Regions from separate parts of the Mus musculus genome. Here region 1 is linked to region 2. Evidence: chromatin contacts called from public HiChIP or PLAC-seq data. All regions are on one chromosome and are shown on one strand. Each heading gives the region's core, a stretch centred on a gene start, on an enhancer-like site or on the middle of the called end of the contact. The rest is flanking DNA. Distances are from core to core; before and after follow the strand shown. Region 1 holds the start of Myl6 (myosin, light polypeptide 6, alkali, smooth muscle and non-muscle). Region 2 overlaps Agap2 (ArfGAP with GTPase domain, ankyrin repeat and PH domain 2).

Region 1 (6,829 bases), core at 1,491-3,990, 1.4 Mb before region 2:
ACCAGCTGGAGGGTGAGGAGAAGCCCATTTCCTAAGCCCCATTGTCAAACCCCAAACTCCTGGTCAGATTCTCTGTTCTAACGACAGTCCTGACCTTGAAACCTCCCACACTTGTCCTGTTCTCCTCCCTCCCATGCCTGGCTCTAGCACATGAATTTCTGAAGCAAACCTCCCTCTCTCTGTTGGTGATGGGGATCCTTGGTCACACTGCCTTCTCCTTACATCTCAGAATTCAGAGAGGCCTTTGAGCTGTTTGACCGAGTAGGTGATGGCAAGATCCTGTACAGCCAGTGTGGGGACCTGATGAGGGCCCTGGGCCAGAACCCTACCAACGCCGAGGTGCTCAAGGTCCTGGGGAACCCCAAAAACGAGGGTGAGAGGAGCCTTGAGTTTTGTGGGGGTTTCTGTTTTCTTCTTGGTGTTGAACGTTGAATACAGGGTTCTGCCTGGGCCATTGAGCTACATTTCTAGCCAGCAACTTTCTCTTCTTCCTCTTTTTCTTCTCTCTCTCTCTCTCTTTCTTTCAAGATAGGATTTCAGTATCCCAGCCAAGAATGACCTTACATTCTGATTCTCCTATCTCCACCTCTTGCTACTGCCCACTAGAGTGGTGGGATTACTCCAGTTTATGTAGTGCTGGGTTGAATCCAGGGCCTCAGGCAAGCCAGGCAAGCCCTTATTACAGAGGTACTGTTTTTTTTTACTTTTTGAGACAGGTGCTCACCAAATTACTCAGGTTGGCCAGGGACCTACAGTTCTATCCCAGCAGCCCCAATCCCCAGTTTTCTTTTTCTTTTTAAATTTTAATTATTATTATTGTTGTTTAGATAGTGTTGTTACTACCACCACTACTACTACTATTACTACTACATAGGGTGTCTCTATATAGCCCTGCTTAGCCTGGAACTCATTGTATAGACCAGGTTGGCCTCAGACTCAAGAGGGACTTCCCCTGCCTCTGAATGCTGGGACTGAAGGTGTGTGGGCTTAGTGGTTCTCTCTTTCTGTTTTGAGTGTGTCCAGCCACTGGGCTACATCCCTGCCTTTCCTTTTTTTTTTTTTTTCCTTTCTGTTGAGACAGTCTTAAGTTGTTCTGGCTGGCTTTGAACTTGCCTGGTAGCTGTAGTTACAAAACTGCACCACCAGGCCTGGCAACAGTTTCAATTTTCAATGACAGAATATTGGTAAGGTGACAGAGGACGCTAGGATGGACCTCAGGACTCAAAAAACGTCAAACACAGGGAAGAGAAACATCCTGAATGCTGAAAGGGATGAAAGTCACAATAGTAGGGTTGGATGGCACTGGATCCCACACCTCAGTTGATCTCTCTCATCTCTATCTAATTGCACTGGATCCCACACCTCAGTTGATCTCTCTCATCTCTATCTAATTGCCAGAGCTGAAGTCCCGACGTGTAGACTTTGAGACGTTCCTGCCCATGCTGCAGGCAGTGGCCAAGAACCGGGACCAAGGCACATATGAGGACTACCTAGAGGGGCTTCGTGTGTTTGACAAAGAGGGCAACGGCAAGGTCATGGGTGCAGAGCTCAGACATGTTCTTACCACTCTCGGTGAGGCAGGGCCCAGAGCTGTGGGGTGGAGAAGTGGGGGGTCCTGGAAGAGCTAAGTAGAGCCTAGAATGGGTTTATGGTCCTGCAGTTATGGGCAGGAGACTCAAGAGGGCCAGCATTGTGGAGACAGATCACCTAGAGGCTAAAGTGTCCAGCTATGAGCCAAGGGCAGGGAATGCAATGTCCCCCTTTGCAAGCCACAATTGTGTTGATTCCATGCAAGTCTCAACCCCGGCAGCTTGTTTCGCTGTCAAGTCAAAGCTTTCACCTGCTCCAAGGCACCGTTGATATGAAAAAGGGCAAGGGTGGGAGGATGAACCACCCTGAGAATGTCTTGGGCTGGTGAGGCAGGGAAGGCGGGGGACTCTAACTGTTTTTGGGTTCAGGAGAGAAGATGACTGAGGAAGAGGTAGAGACTGTTCTGGCAGGCCACGAGGACAGCAACGGCTGCATCAACTATGAGGGTGAGGGGGCAGGATGGCCAGGGAGTAAGGAGACTTGAGGGGGGTGGGAGTACCCTCAGTTACCCGAAGGTCAGTTTCTCAAGTCCTCTCGTCTCCTTTCGTGCAGCCTTCCTGAAGCATATCCTAAGCCTCTGAGCTCCGCAGGTGGCCCTCCAGCCAGCCCCTGGTATCCGCTTGAGAGGCAAGGGTCCTCGATCCACCAGATAGAAGCGCAGGCAGTGCGTCTCCGCGCCCGTCCGTAGCGCAGCCGCCAGGGCTGGACTATTTCCTTCCCCACCCCCCACCCCCTCCCACCCCCACCCCACCCCAGCCCCGACTCCCACCCCACGTAGAACCTGCAGCGACGGAAACTTGCCCCACCTCCTGTGCGGCCAGAAGCGCGTTCCTGCCACTAGGGGGCACTTACAGTTTTGAAATAAAAACATGGTTCCTGCTTCGGTTTCCGACAGTTTTCTTTTGAGAAAGAGGAAGGACGGGAGCGGGTAGTCCTCTCTTCTGCAAAAGCCCAAATCCTCTGCTCTTGGTGCAGCTCGGAAGAAAGGTTTCCGAGAGTCCCAACCCAGGCCCCCCTGCTAGATTCCTGAGCCGAGGTAGGGCGCCCCCCCCCCACCTCATTAATAATGTAGTGATGTCATCTGCATGAGCCCAGACTAGCGTGCCTATTGGATGAAACGGCGGAGGGTGACGTCATGCGCCATGGGACGTACTAAGGCTGGGGTTGGGTAGGGCGTCGGAGCCATTACTGCCGGAAAAGGTCCAGCAGAGCTCAGCAGCCAAGATGGTGGGCCCTGGGAATCGGGAGATCAGGGGGATTTGGGGCAAGGAGAGGACCGCGGGTGGGAGTAGAGAAAGCAGTGGACGTGGGCACGCCCAGGTTTTGGAAGGTTGGCTGTGGGATTGGAATGTCTAGGGCTTTGCCCTGGGAAGCGAATCCTCGGCTTCAAACAGGAGTTTGTAAAGCCGGGATAGAAGCTTGCGGGGTTGGACCTCAGGTAACTGACCAATCCCTTCTTCTCCGAGCAGTGTGACTTCACCGAGGACCAGACCGCAGGTAGGCAGTCTCTGACCCGCAGCTCAGGTCATCCTTACCGAGAGGGACCCCCTTCCTTTAGCATCTATCTTCTGATCCCAACCTGTCACCTCCAGCGCTCCCAGGAGAGTGCCCCGTGGATTTCCTTCTGCTCTAGATCCTCCATTTTCTTTTCTCATTCTTTCTTCCTTCCCCTTCCACTCCAGATCTGAGCCCCAAGCGCTGGGTGAGTTTTAGGTGGTGTGGGTGTGTGAAACAATTTGACTAGTGCCTGTTATGTGTCGGGTCTATTACGCTTGTGGTTTGCTGCTTCTTTTTTTGCCTCTCCTCTGATAACTGTCCCCTCCTTAAGCTTGGATTCTGAGTACTGTAGAGGGCAGTGCCTTGATATTTTGTTAAGATGGGCACTGGAGAGTTTGCTAAGGATGTGGCTTCACCTCTTGGAAGGTCTCCCGGAGGGGAAGGGTGGGAGTGGGAGGCTAGAGTCCAGGCTCTTACTTCCTTATATGGGCAGGACCTAGCCTGGGCGGTGGCAGATTCCTGCGGAGTTGTATAGTAGTGGTGGAGAGCCTAGCCTGCCGCAGCTCAGGGGGTGTGTAAACAGATGGCTACCACCTTAAGGTAAGGGAAAGAAGGTTGCCTGTCTTTATGTGGGGCATTTGAGTTGATAGAAATAGATCCCTAGGAGTAGTCTTGTGTATAGAGGAGGACAAGATATCTGGTTTCTGCAGCATGACTTAAGTTGAATTGGCAGCAGAGCTGTGCAGCAAGCACGGGGCTAATCCCTGGTGCTGCCGTTCTTCTGAATCCTCAGAATTCAAGGAGGCTTTCCAGCTGTTTGACCGAACAGGTGATGGCAAGATCCTGTACAGCCAGTGTGGGGATGTGATGCGGGCCCTGGGCCAGAACCCTACCAACGCCGAGGTGCTCAAGGTCCTAGGGAACCCCAAGAGTGATGGTGAGCATTTCAAGAATGTAGTGGGTTCATGGTTGTTCAGCTAAAGTCATCCCTTTATCTGCATAGGTGCCAAACTTGAGCAAGTTTTGTCTCATCCAGTTCTGATTCCCTCTTCTGGCCGTCCTTGTGTTCCCTACCGTCATGTCCTGAGAACATGTGTGACTTCTCTTGTCTGACACCTCCACCTCCCACATGACAGAGATGAATGTGAAGGTGCTGGACTTTGAGCACTTCCTGCCCATGCTGCAGACCGTGGCCAAGAACAAGGACCAGGGAACCTACGAGGATTATGTTGAAGGCCTTCGTGTGTTTGACAAGGAAGGAAATGGCACCGTCATGGGTGCTGAAATCCGTCATGTCCTAGTCACACTGGGTAAGGGTCTGTGACCTTTCTGGAGCTGAGCTGCCACCTGATATATTTCACCCGTCAGTCACTCAGTTCTAAGAATGTTCCTTCCTCTGCAGGCGAGAAGATGACAGAGGAAGAAGTAGAGATGCTAGTGGCGGGGCATGAGGACAGCAATGGTTGCATCAACTATGAAGGTGAGGGGCAGACCATAAACTGGGGCCTGTGAGGAAATGGTCGTTCAGGAGATGTTAAAGAGGCATTGTATTCCTAGACTTGGTTCCAGAAGGGAGTCGGGAGTCAAAGGGGCAAGCAAGGCTCAGTCCAGCCTGGGAGGGAACTGTTGGGGAGACAGCAGTAAAGGGGGGGGTGATGGAGGACGGAGGGTGGGCTAGGAATGGGACGTAAACAGAATGTCTGTTCCACTGCCTGACCCCTTCACCCCATGTCTGTGTCTTGTCTTCACCATTAATGTCTCTTCCTTCCTGCAGCATTTGTGAGGCATATCCTGTCGGGGTGACGGGCCCATGGGGCGGGTACGGCTCCTCCCAGCCTCTCCTCTAGTTATCTCCCTAGTGTTTTTTTTTCCTTCCCAACCTGTGCTCTAGCCTCTGGCCATACCCTACTACCATCTGCCTTACTCCTGGCATGACTCTGCATGGAGCTGGCTTGGGAGGGGAGAAATTCCTCAATGAGGAATGCAGTTTGGGGGTGTGGTACCTCCTCTCCTAGAATGGTCTCTGAGATTTGACTTACAGGGGTCTTGGTGCTGGTGTCTGGGAACGCTCACCAGCTTGTAGGGAAGGCTGGTCTGATGGTGATTCTAGAGTTGGCGGGGGCAGGGTTGAGCTAACTGCCCCATTCTGCTGCTAAAACAAAAGTCCTTTTTCCATCCCTCTACTGGACAGCGTGGAGGTACCCTAACCCAAAGCTGACCTCTCCTCCTGCCAGTGGCTGACCATAACTGTAGGTGTAGCTGAGAACTTTTCTGCCTCTGCTATGTTCTTGCTATTTAGATTGGGGGTGGGGGCTAACAGCCAGTGGGAGGGGAACCAGGGACAGAGAGAACTGGCCACTCTGAGTGGCTCTTTTGAAAACTGACCCAAGGTTGGTTGCTATGGGCATGTTCCCTCCTGCCACCTTCATGGTCTCGTGGTCTCCTGGCCCATGGGTACCCCTCCCCAGCCCTCTCCTCGGCTGACTCCGCCTCTCTTCTCCACAGAGCTTGTCCGGATGGTGCTGAATGGCTGAGGACATTCTGTATCCCGAGTCTGTTCCTTGCCCAGTGTGATTTCTGTGTGGCTCCAGAGGCTCCCCTGTCACAGCACCTTGCCCATTTGGTTTCTTTTGGATGATGTTTGCCTTCACCAAATAAAATTTGCTCTCTTTGCCCTCTTTTGGTTCTTTCTTTCTTTCCTGAGCAGGTGGGAGGAAAATGTGAGGTGGTGATGATGTTGTCTATCCTGAAACAAAGCTCAAGCTGGGGGCCAGGGAAAACTGGATCAAGTGCTTGTAGTAACCATTAATGAAAGGCTCCCCTGTGGGAAATGAAGAAAAGTCACAAATCCCTATAGGATCAAGGTAGCTATGTGTGTTTGTGTGTGGGGTATCTATTCCTTTTCAGGTTAAATTCTTGGCCCCCACTCACCCAAGTACCGAACGCCTTTTGTGGGAAAGCCTGTGAATGTTTACTGAAGCTAAAATGCCAGGACATATTAGTGCTGCCAGAGCCTGTCTTGTCTGCTGCAGGGCTAGGGGCCAATAGCAACAGAAGTAGGTGTAGGCCTGCCTCCTCCCTAATAAGGGAAGGAATGCAGCCATGTTTAAAAGGATTCAGGTCCACGCTGTAGGGATGTGCTTCCCGGAGCTCAATCTTGAGTAGGTGACAGCTGCTGCTCCTGCTGCTGCTGCCGCTGCTGCCTTCCTGACTGCTGTGTGGCCTCTTGTGGCAAGAGGCTGATGGCTGTGGGCCTCTGCAACCCTGGTGAATGTCCAGTGAGGGACTCCAGGAAGGCTGCCCCAGCCCAATCTGCTCCCTGCCTAGCAGCCACAGCTAAGAGAACACAGAGGCACCCACAAGATGGAACTGAAAGCAAATTAATTTATAAAAAAAAAAGGAAAAAGAAAAGAACAAAGAAGGAAAGAAAATTTTACAGAAGACTTTGAACAGAAGAAAGGTGTGGAGATGCAGAGGAAGGAGACGCTGGGACAGAAGGAGCAAAGCGCCTGGTGGGAGGGGCCAGGCTCTGGTGCGGCCTGGAATTGTGTCTGCCTCCAAGTAGGGGGTGAAGAGGAAGACCTGGAGTGCAGAGGCACGCTGCACTGCTCCCAAATCTTTGTCCTCATTTGGGGAACTCCTAGCTATCACTGGGTTCTGTCAGGCTTGGTTGGTGGGGGCAGAAGTTAGCAGACTGTCCCACTGTCAAAAGTAGGTGCTTAAGTGCTTTTCAAACTTGAGG
Region 2 (7,587 bases), core at 1,688-4,187:
CAGTTAGAAAACAGAAACCTGGCTTCACTGGGTCAGTCTGAACTGTCAACAATACATTCCTTTTCCCTCTCTCTTGACTTTTGGCAAAATTCCACGAAGATCAGTCAGCCTCAGCTATGCCAAGGCAAACAAAAGGAACAGAACGGCAGGTGTGTGTGTTGGGGGTGGGGGTGGGGGTGGGGGGGGCATGGCATCCAGAAGAGGGTGGAGAGGTGCACGGCTGCCGAGGAGGGGCTGTGTGGGCACTGAAGGAGCAGCAGCTTGCCTGTGCCTGTCCAGGGCCACCCACCCCTCCTTCTCAGCCCCAGTCTAGGGGGCTTGAAATCTTGTCATTCCCCACAAAGCTAATGTCACCCATTAAAGTAAATCAACTAGTTGGCGGTAGAGTTTGCGGACAATCCTGACCCTCTTCCGCTGGCCTGTGGATCCCTTGACAAGCGACTCTGTTCTGTCCAGGGTCCTTGTTTCCTCCCCAGATCCGAACACACTGAGCTTCTAAGGTAGGGTGTGAGCTTTTGCTAGAAGGGAAGGTGGCGATGCTGTAGGGGAGAATCAAGGTCTCGGCTCAGTGGGATCTGCCAGGTCTCCCCCACTTTGTCCCTCTCTACCACTCCTCCCTGGGTCATGCTGATGTGCTAGGTGGTTACCCAGCCAGGAGCTCTGCAGAGCAGCTTCCAGATGAGACCTGTTTCTGGAGGTCTGACCAGACCGTGTCAGCTCACTGGCACGTCTACAGTGAACACTTTAGAGGACACTTAGAACCAATCCTATCCAAAGACGCCGGTACGGCCAACTGACTCCTCAGGGTAGACGATAGCAGGTGGGGACCCAACCTGCTCTAGCCACTAGCCCAGTACCACCCTGGCTGAGCCTTTATCAGGCCTGGTGCTTACAGCTTCTACACACAAAAGGCAGGGCTGGCTATGTGCAAGCTGCCATGCTATGACCCAGGCCACCATGACCAGGTGACCCTAAAACAATAAAAGTGAGCAAATACCTGGACCTTGTGGACCTTTGGGCCTGCCGAATGGTTGGGAAATCTTTTGCCCCTTCAGTCCCTACTGTCCCACCTCCATCAGCTCTGTTGCCTAGTGACCAAAGCATCTTCCCCAGGGTCACTGCACTTACAGGGGTCCCCTCAACACTAAGAGGCCACTGGGTTCACTTGTCCAACAACCCCACCTTCTCAGTCCTCAACTCCCGAGGCCTGTCTCTTTCTCCAAACACCAGGCTCCAACTCCTTCCCAGGCTCAGCATCAATTGTGCATCTAACATCTGCTCTTGGGTTCCCACTGTTGCTCCTACCTCATAAACCCAGGGTTGTTGTACAAAGCTGGAACTACCTCTGTGCCCATGGGTGCTGTCTTAGCCCCAGCCCAGAAACCAGAACTTCTGCTTAATCCTTTCCCATCCCCAACATGGAGACCACACCCTCACCTGCCTGTCGAATAACAGACCAGCATCTCACCCCCTAGACAAAATCACTTGCTCTTTAATTGCTGTTAAGATTCACACCACCTGCTTTGGAGGTGAGGGGGGTAACCCCTGCCCCCTCTTCACTCCACTCCCCAATTACCTGGTCTTTTGCAAAATATTTTAGCCAGGAAAAAAAAAAAAAAAAAAAAAAAAAAAGACCGGAAACCACTGACACAGACAGCCCAAAGCCGGGCTGACTAAGGGTGGCAGGGCTGGGCCAGATAAGTCCACACCACCTCTCCCTTTCTGGGGATGGGGGCCAGGACCTTAAAGTCCTCCCAACCACTACACACCCTCTCAGCCCTGGCTGGGAGGGAGCAAAGGATAGAAAAAACGGACCTGGAGCTGCTCCAGGGAGAGAGGGGCTGGACAGAAAGGATTATGGGGGAGGGGTCCCGTTGTAGGGGTGCCCCCTACCCCAGATCACCACGGGCGCTGCACAGTCACAGGTACGCAGTCACGGTCACAGACACAACCCGAGAGCACCCCCACCCTACCCCACCCCTGCCCACCCCTGGCTTCCCCTACCCTGATATGCCCTCCCCTCGCCCCTACCCACCCCATCCCCATGTTGGGGAACAAAGCAATAAATTACAAGGCCCCTCTCTAGTCACCTCCTGTTCCAATCCTTCTCCCTCTACCCCATGATCGTAAGGGGAAGGACCCAGGCTCTCGGCTCCCCCTGGCTCTTTAGCTTCCATTCATAAGATAGGTAGAGGGGGGATATCTGATTTCCACTCCTCATGGTCCCTTTCACGGAAAGGGTTGGGGACCCCTCCACCTCCATGGGCAGCAGGGGTCCTGCCCCTCGCTGCCCTCCCCCCTCACTGGGCAGTGAGATTAGCATGGAAGGGGTGGGGTCCCCAAGTTGGTCCCAAATCTCAGGGCTAGTCTTCCACGTACTAACCCCTCCCTCTGGCGTGGAGTTGCCCCAGGAGCCAGCCTGGGATTCGGCTCCCGCCACCCGATTGTAGAACGCAGGCAGGATTGGATCTTTTCCCCGCCCCTAGGGGGGGCACAAGCCAGCAAGTCCAAACACCTTGGAGCCCGGAACAGCTGCAAGGGAGTGCCCACCTACAAACACCCAGCAGGTAGACCCAGGGCAATCCAAGTAAGAAAGCTGTGAAGTAGGGGCGTGATGAGCTAGGGTCTCCATGCCTCACTGGGGAGAGGGAGGTGAGTTTGTGTCTCCTGGGAGGCGTGCGGGGCTGTGCCCTCGTGGGGGTAGAAAGTGCTCCCGTGGGGCGGGGTGCGGACTGGAGAGGTGAGTGGGTGCATCTGTCCAACGGTCCACCCGGTGTAGTCGTGCCCGGCCCGCGCGGGGGTGGGGGGTGTCTCTCCCGCTGCTGGGCAACTATACCAGCGCGATCGTGGTGTCCACGCGGCCCAAGCTGGCAGCACTGCTCCGGCGCCTCGGGCTGGGCGTGGCGGTAATGCTGGGGGTGGTGGCCGCGCTGGGCGTGGTGGCCGTGCTGCCGCCCTCTCCCGGGCAGCCGTGCTGGAGAAGGATGTCTGCACACAGCTGGCTGCCAGCCTGGCGGGCATAGAACAGTGCCGTGCGGCCTTGCGCATCGCGGGCCGCCACGTCTGCGCCATACTGCAGGAGGAAAAGGTCGTGTGACCACACACCATCCAGGGGACCTCCACCCACATGTTGCCCACCCGACACCTCCAAGCCCACCTCCAGGCTCCCTTTCCCTACCTCTCCGCTCACGTACCCACAACAGCAGCTGTGTAATGACAACGTGGGCGAGCTCGGCCGCCAAGTGCAGCGGCGAGCGGAGCTGCGGGTCCTCCACGCTGGTGTCGAGCGGCCCATGTCGCGCGTGGGCCAGAAGCAGCAGAACGGCGGCCACGTCCTGGGCCTCCACAGCGGCCCACAGTTGGCGGCCCAGCGGCTCCTCCGTGGTGCCCAGAGGCGCCAGGAACAGCAGCTGCTCATACTTGGCGCGAATCCACGACTCACGCTCCTCCCTGCAGCACCAGGGACCAAGGAAAAGAGTTATAAGGGACCTCTTATCCGGACCTCCCAGGAATCGTACACCCTCACGCTGATCCTCGATCCTTACCGCGAAGAGTCCCGTGTAGGCTTGGCACGGCCTCGAGTGTCGCTCTCCCACACGCGGTTGGCTGTGTCGTTGCCAATGGCCGTCAGCACCAGGGTCAGCTCCCGCGGCCAGTCATCCAAATCCAGTGAACGCACTCGGGACAGGTGTGTGCCCAGGTTCCGGTGGATGCCAGAACACTCGATGCAGATGAGTGCGCCCAGATTCAAACTGGCCCACGTGGGGTCTGAGACAGGATGCAACAGTAAGACAAACACCCCACCATTCAACGAACTGCAGCTAACTCCGTACTCTGGGACCCCACCCTCCAATTCCCTCAGCGGTGCCCTTGCACTTACTGGGAGCTCCACAGTCCACACAGGTCGAGTTTCCCTTTGCGTTGCGGATCGCCTGGATGGCCACAGCTTCGCTTTGGCTGTCAGTGCGCAGCTGCAGAGGAGTTGAAGTTAGCTCTGGCACAGCGTACCTCTGACCCTCCCCCCAGCCTCTCCTGCTAGCCTCCATCCATAGCATCAAATCGGTTACCTTGACCTTGCTGCTCTCACAGCACTGCAGACTGGCCAGGATCTGACTCTCAATGGCCTGAACCCAAGCATCCCGCTCCTCAAAGCTGGCTGCCTCAAAGTGCCACGTCTGACCAGTGCTGGACACGATCAGGAACTCAAAGTTTTCCTCTGAGTGGGTGGATGGAGAGGTCATGAGGGGCAGAGTTCAAGCAGGAGGCCTTCCCCCAAACCCTTCCTCCCTGATGTCCTTGGAGCCCTTAGGAGGGGGACAGTAGAAGGAAGGGGGAGCAGAGGGTGGGAAATAGCAGGAAGCCCGAGCACATGCAGGGAGAGGCAGGGCCCCCCACCCCTCTGCACCCCAGCTGAGCACCCCTCCCGGCTCCCACTTGTTACCTGCTTTATAAATATTTCTTAAACTACCAAAGGATTTTAGTTTCCACATTTTGCGCTTGGCTGGTTTCCCGAAGCGAAGAAGATAGAGACAGAATGAAGAGCAAACAGAAAGAGAGAGAGACCAAGAAGAGAAGGAGGCAGATGGAGAGAGAGACAGACAGACAGTGACAGAGAGTGCCAGAGACAAAGCAGGACAGACAGATGGGGAGAGAAAGCAGAACTGAAGTCAGTGGCCCCGGAGCAGAGTGGAGCGGAAGCCAAGAGCCGTGAGAATAGGCAGGTCTGGAACCTGGGTCCAAGCACCCGGAGGAGGACAGGGCAGGGGGGCAGGGACTGTGACCAGAGAGAAACGTGCTCTCAGTGGGGAAAGGGGTGTCAGAATTTGTGTGGACAGTAGGAAAGGGGGCAAGAGGCTGGGATCGGGACCCTGGGACTTAGAAGTCAGCAGAACAGGGATAGCGGTTGGGGGAGGGGCTTAGGGATCAGTGATGAAGGGCTCTTGGAGGAACCTGCCATTCATAGGTGAGAATGAGAGTAGGGATTGGGGGAGTCAGTAGGGACACTGAGTTCAGGGGCTGCAGAACTAGATGTGGGTGCAGAGGATGGGGTCAGAAGTGTAGACACGGGCAGGGACTAGAGGTCAGGAAAAGAACAGGGCTGGGGACTGGACGGACAAGAGCTGGTTGCTGTCCATCCATCTTTCCACACAGTTATGTGCAGAGGTAATGAGAGTCAAGCACCCAGCTCAGGACTTATCCTGCTCTGCAGGAGCTAGGTCAGGGGTTCGGGTACAGGGGAGGAGGGGGGCCAGAGTGGTAGTGGAACTACCCACCACAGCCTCACCTTCAGCTTGCACAGCCGAGCCTTCAGTCTTAGAAGGCGTGGACAGTTTCTTCCTCCTCTGCTTCTTCACCATGGGCGAAGGTGGGGGTTCCCGACTCAGGGGACTCAGATCTCCAGATGGGGTACAGTCTTAGGAAGGGGGACATGGTGCCTCAGTTGCCCTTCCATAGACTCCCCTATAGTTTGTATCCTGCCCTGAACTAACTGGCATTTTAGGGTATCCCTCCCCAGCTGTCTCTATCTAAGAGGCCTCCCTGGATCATTCCCAAAAAGGCGGGCAGGTGACTGAGCACTTCGAAATTAGATCTGTACTCAGTGATCAAGCATGCTGCTCACTAGCCTCCAACCCTGAGCAAGTTAATCTGAGCCTCGGTTTTTCACTACTAAAATATGGATAATAATCTTGACCGGATACATTGTTGCAAGGAACATTTATCAGTGTTACTTCCTGTTTATATATGTGTGTATGTGTGTGTGTGTGTGTGTGTGTGTGTGTGTGTATATATATATATATATATATATTTCAAACACTGATGGCTGACTATGTGCTGGCCAAAGTCCTCCATCTGTAAACTAACACTTCGAGCAGGTTTCTCAACCTTCCTAATGCTGTAACCCTTTAATACAGTTCCTCATGCTATGGTGACCACTCAGCCATAAAATTACTTTTGTTGCTACTTCATAACTGTAATATTGCTAGTGTCATGAGTCGTAATGTAAATATCTTTGGAGATAGAGGTTGCGACCCACAGGTTAAGAAGCACTGCCTTGGAAACACTTCCTGTAGGATGGAAGCTGAAGTGGGAACAGGTGGAATACCTTGCCCACATGTCAAGTCAAACCAGGAACCTGAGCTCAGGCAGGCAGACTCACTGCATATGAGCTTGGTGCCACTCACCCGACATTCCTGTGGTCCCTCGCTAAACCTCCATCTTACATCACACACACACACACACACACACACACACACACACACACACACATCCCATTTGGATCTGGAAGCCAGTAGATGAAGGGAGATCACACTGACCGGTGCTAAGGGCACGGGCCAAATTCCGGTCTGGCTTCAAGAGGTGCTTGGATGTCTGGTCTGTTGGAAGCTGCAGGGAACTGGGGCTAGGGCTGGGGCTTGGCATGGGAGTAGAGGCTTCTGTGGGAACGAGATGGAATGGAGCTGTCAGTGAACCAGTCTCCCTACCCTCTATCAGCCCCCACCCCACACAGCAGGTGGAGCACCAGCTCCTCCATCTCCCCACTGCTCTCTTCTGTCCCTGCCTCCTTCCCTGCCCCCTTGTCATGGACCCCACTTACCAGGGCCTTCACCCATCTGGACGGTGCTCATATCCTTGACCAACCCGTTGATGCTGGCTGAGGGGCCGAAAGCAGAGATAGCCCTTGGGGGCCGCTTGCCTGGGACTTTGACCGTTGTTCGTAACAAGTCCATCTCTTTGCCATGTGTACTGTGGATGTAGTCCTGTGGAGGTACAGGGCTGAGGTGTGGGTCTCTGGTCTTTTGGCGTACTGAATATTAGGTAATATTATGGGATAGAGAGGAGGCTTGTGAGCTGACTGGGTTGGGAAGAATGTGTAGGAAGTAGTCCTGTCAGACTTGGTCTGGAAACACTCTCTGAATGGCCAGACAGCGACAGGCTCACCCTTAGTACTGTCCCACCAGACTACATTGGGGGCAGTGAATCTGCCTCCCCAGCATAGACAGGTTGTGGGCTCTAAACTTGCTTCATGACCCTAAGAGGCCTGGATTAAAGTCTCCTAGAACTGAGGACTCGTCAGAGACATATAAAGAACTGAGCATACATCAGGGTTTCCCAGTGTGACTGTCTCCGCTACTCACATTAATGCTGGGGTGGTAGAGTAGAAAGCCATTGCTGGACAAGGTCACATATTTCTTCTTCCATTCTTTGTTCAAGGAATTGCCACTTCGTTTTAGCAGGAAGCTCTGGAGAACAGAACAGAAGATGTGTTAGGGAAAAGCCAGTTAAGAACCTTTGAGCCTTTCTTCAGCTCCCGAACCTTTTACCTGTTTGATGGGGATGGCTCGCCCACTCCCTGTTGTCTCTCCCCGGCTGTCTAAGCTCCGCTTCTCAGCATCGCTGCCCCGACGGTTCTGGAATGATAACTGGAATTAGCCAGAGGATGGGGAGCACATAAGATGGCAGGGTAGTGAAGAGGAGGAGCCCAACAGAGAGGTCTGGAGGCTGAGGATGACAGGAAGGCAATGGGACAGAAGGAAAAGGGGTTAGCATGGTCAATACCGCAAAAAGGCTGGTCCGCCGCTTGGCTGC

Evidence for each region. HiChIP or PLAC-seq counts read pairs in DNA pulled down with a chosen protein or histone mark.
Region 1: an HNF4G HiChIP or PLAC-seq map of pancreatic cancer cells shows a contact between it and region 2. The contact joins the promoter of Myl6 here to the enhancer-like site in region 2. A contact is called at or near these places in 4 of 39 promoter capture datasets (embryonic stem cells, hippocampal neurons, liver and 1 more) and 5 of 115 datasets of contacts at active chromatin or transcription factors (differentiating embryonic stem cells, effector CD8 T cells, memory CD8 T cells and 2 more).

The regions. Positions count from the first base shown.
Region 1 is chr10:128,489,797-128,496,625 of GRCm38.p6, reverse strand. It overlaps Myl6 (myosin, light polypeptide 6, alkali, smooth muscle and non-muscle), which reads left to right and starts at 2,740. Exons shown (of 7, transcript NM_001317218.1): 1 at 2,740-2,817; 2 at 3,060-3,087; 3 at 3,881-4,024; 4 at 4,224-4,397; 5 at 4,490-4,567; 6 at 4,862-4,906; 7 at 5,593-5,767. The coding sequence starts at 2,815. The coding sequence ends at 4,890. It overlaps Myl6b (myosin, light polypeptide 6B), which reads left to right. Exons shown (of 7, transcript NM_172259.1): 3 at 1-12; 4 at 230-373; 5 at 1,399-1,572; 6 at 1,959-2,036; 7 at 2,143-2,469. The coding sequence ends at 2,171. Smarcc2 (SWI/SNF related, matrix associated, actin dependent regulator of chromatin, subfamily c, member 2) reads right to left here. Exons shown (of 29, transcript NM_001372395.1): 29 at 6,035-6,829.
Region 2 is chr10:127,087,056-127,094,642 of GRCm38.p6, reverse strand. Agap2 (ArfGAP with GTPase domain, ankyrin repeat and PH domain 2) reads right to left here. Exons shown (of 19, transcript NM_001033263.5): 8 at 7,558-7,587; 9 at 7,323-7,409; 10 at 7,137-7,241; 11 at 6,596-6,758; 12 at 6,315-6,434; 13 at 5,285-5,413; 14 at 4,442-4,501; 15 at 4,068-4,216; 16 at 3,881-3,971; 17 at 3,546-3,768; 18 at 3,195-3,450; 19 at 1,473-3,073. The coding sequence ends at 2,831. Os9 (amplified in osteosarcoma) reads left to right here. Exons shown (of 15, transcript NM_001171026.1): 15 at 1-384. Among named protein-coding and RNA genes, the nearest start is that of Agap2, 12 kb to the right of the region's middle. Within about 2 kb of position 2,937, at least 45 of the 459 cell types and tissues checked have an H3K27ac peak or open chromatin away from gene starts, as enhancers often do. A contact at or near this core is called in pancreatic cancer cells, where this site is marked.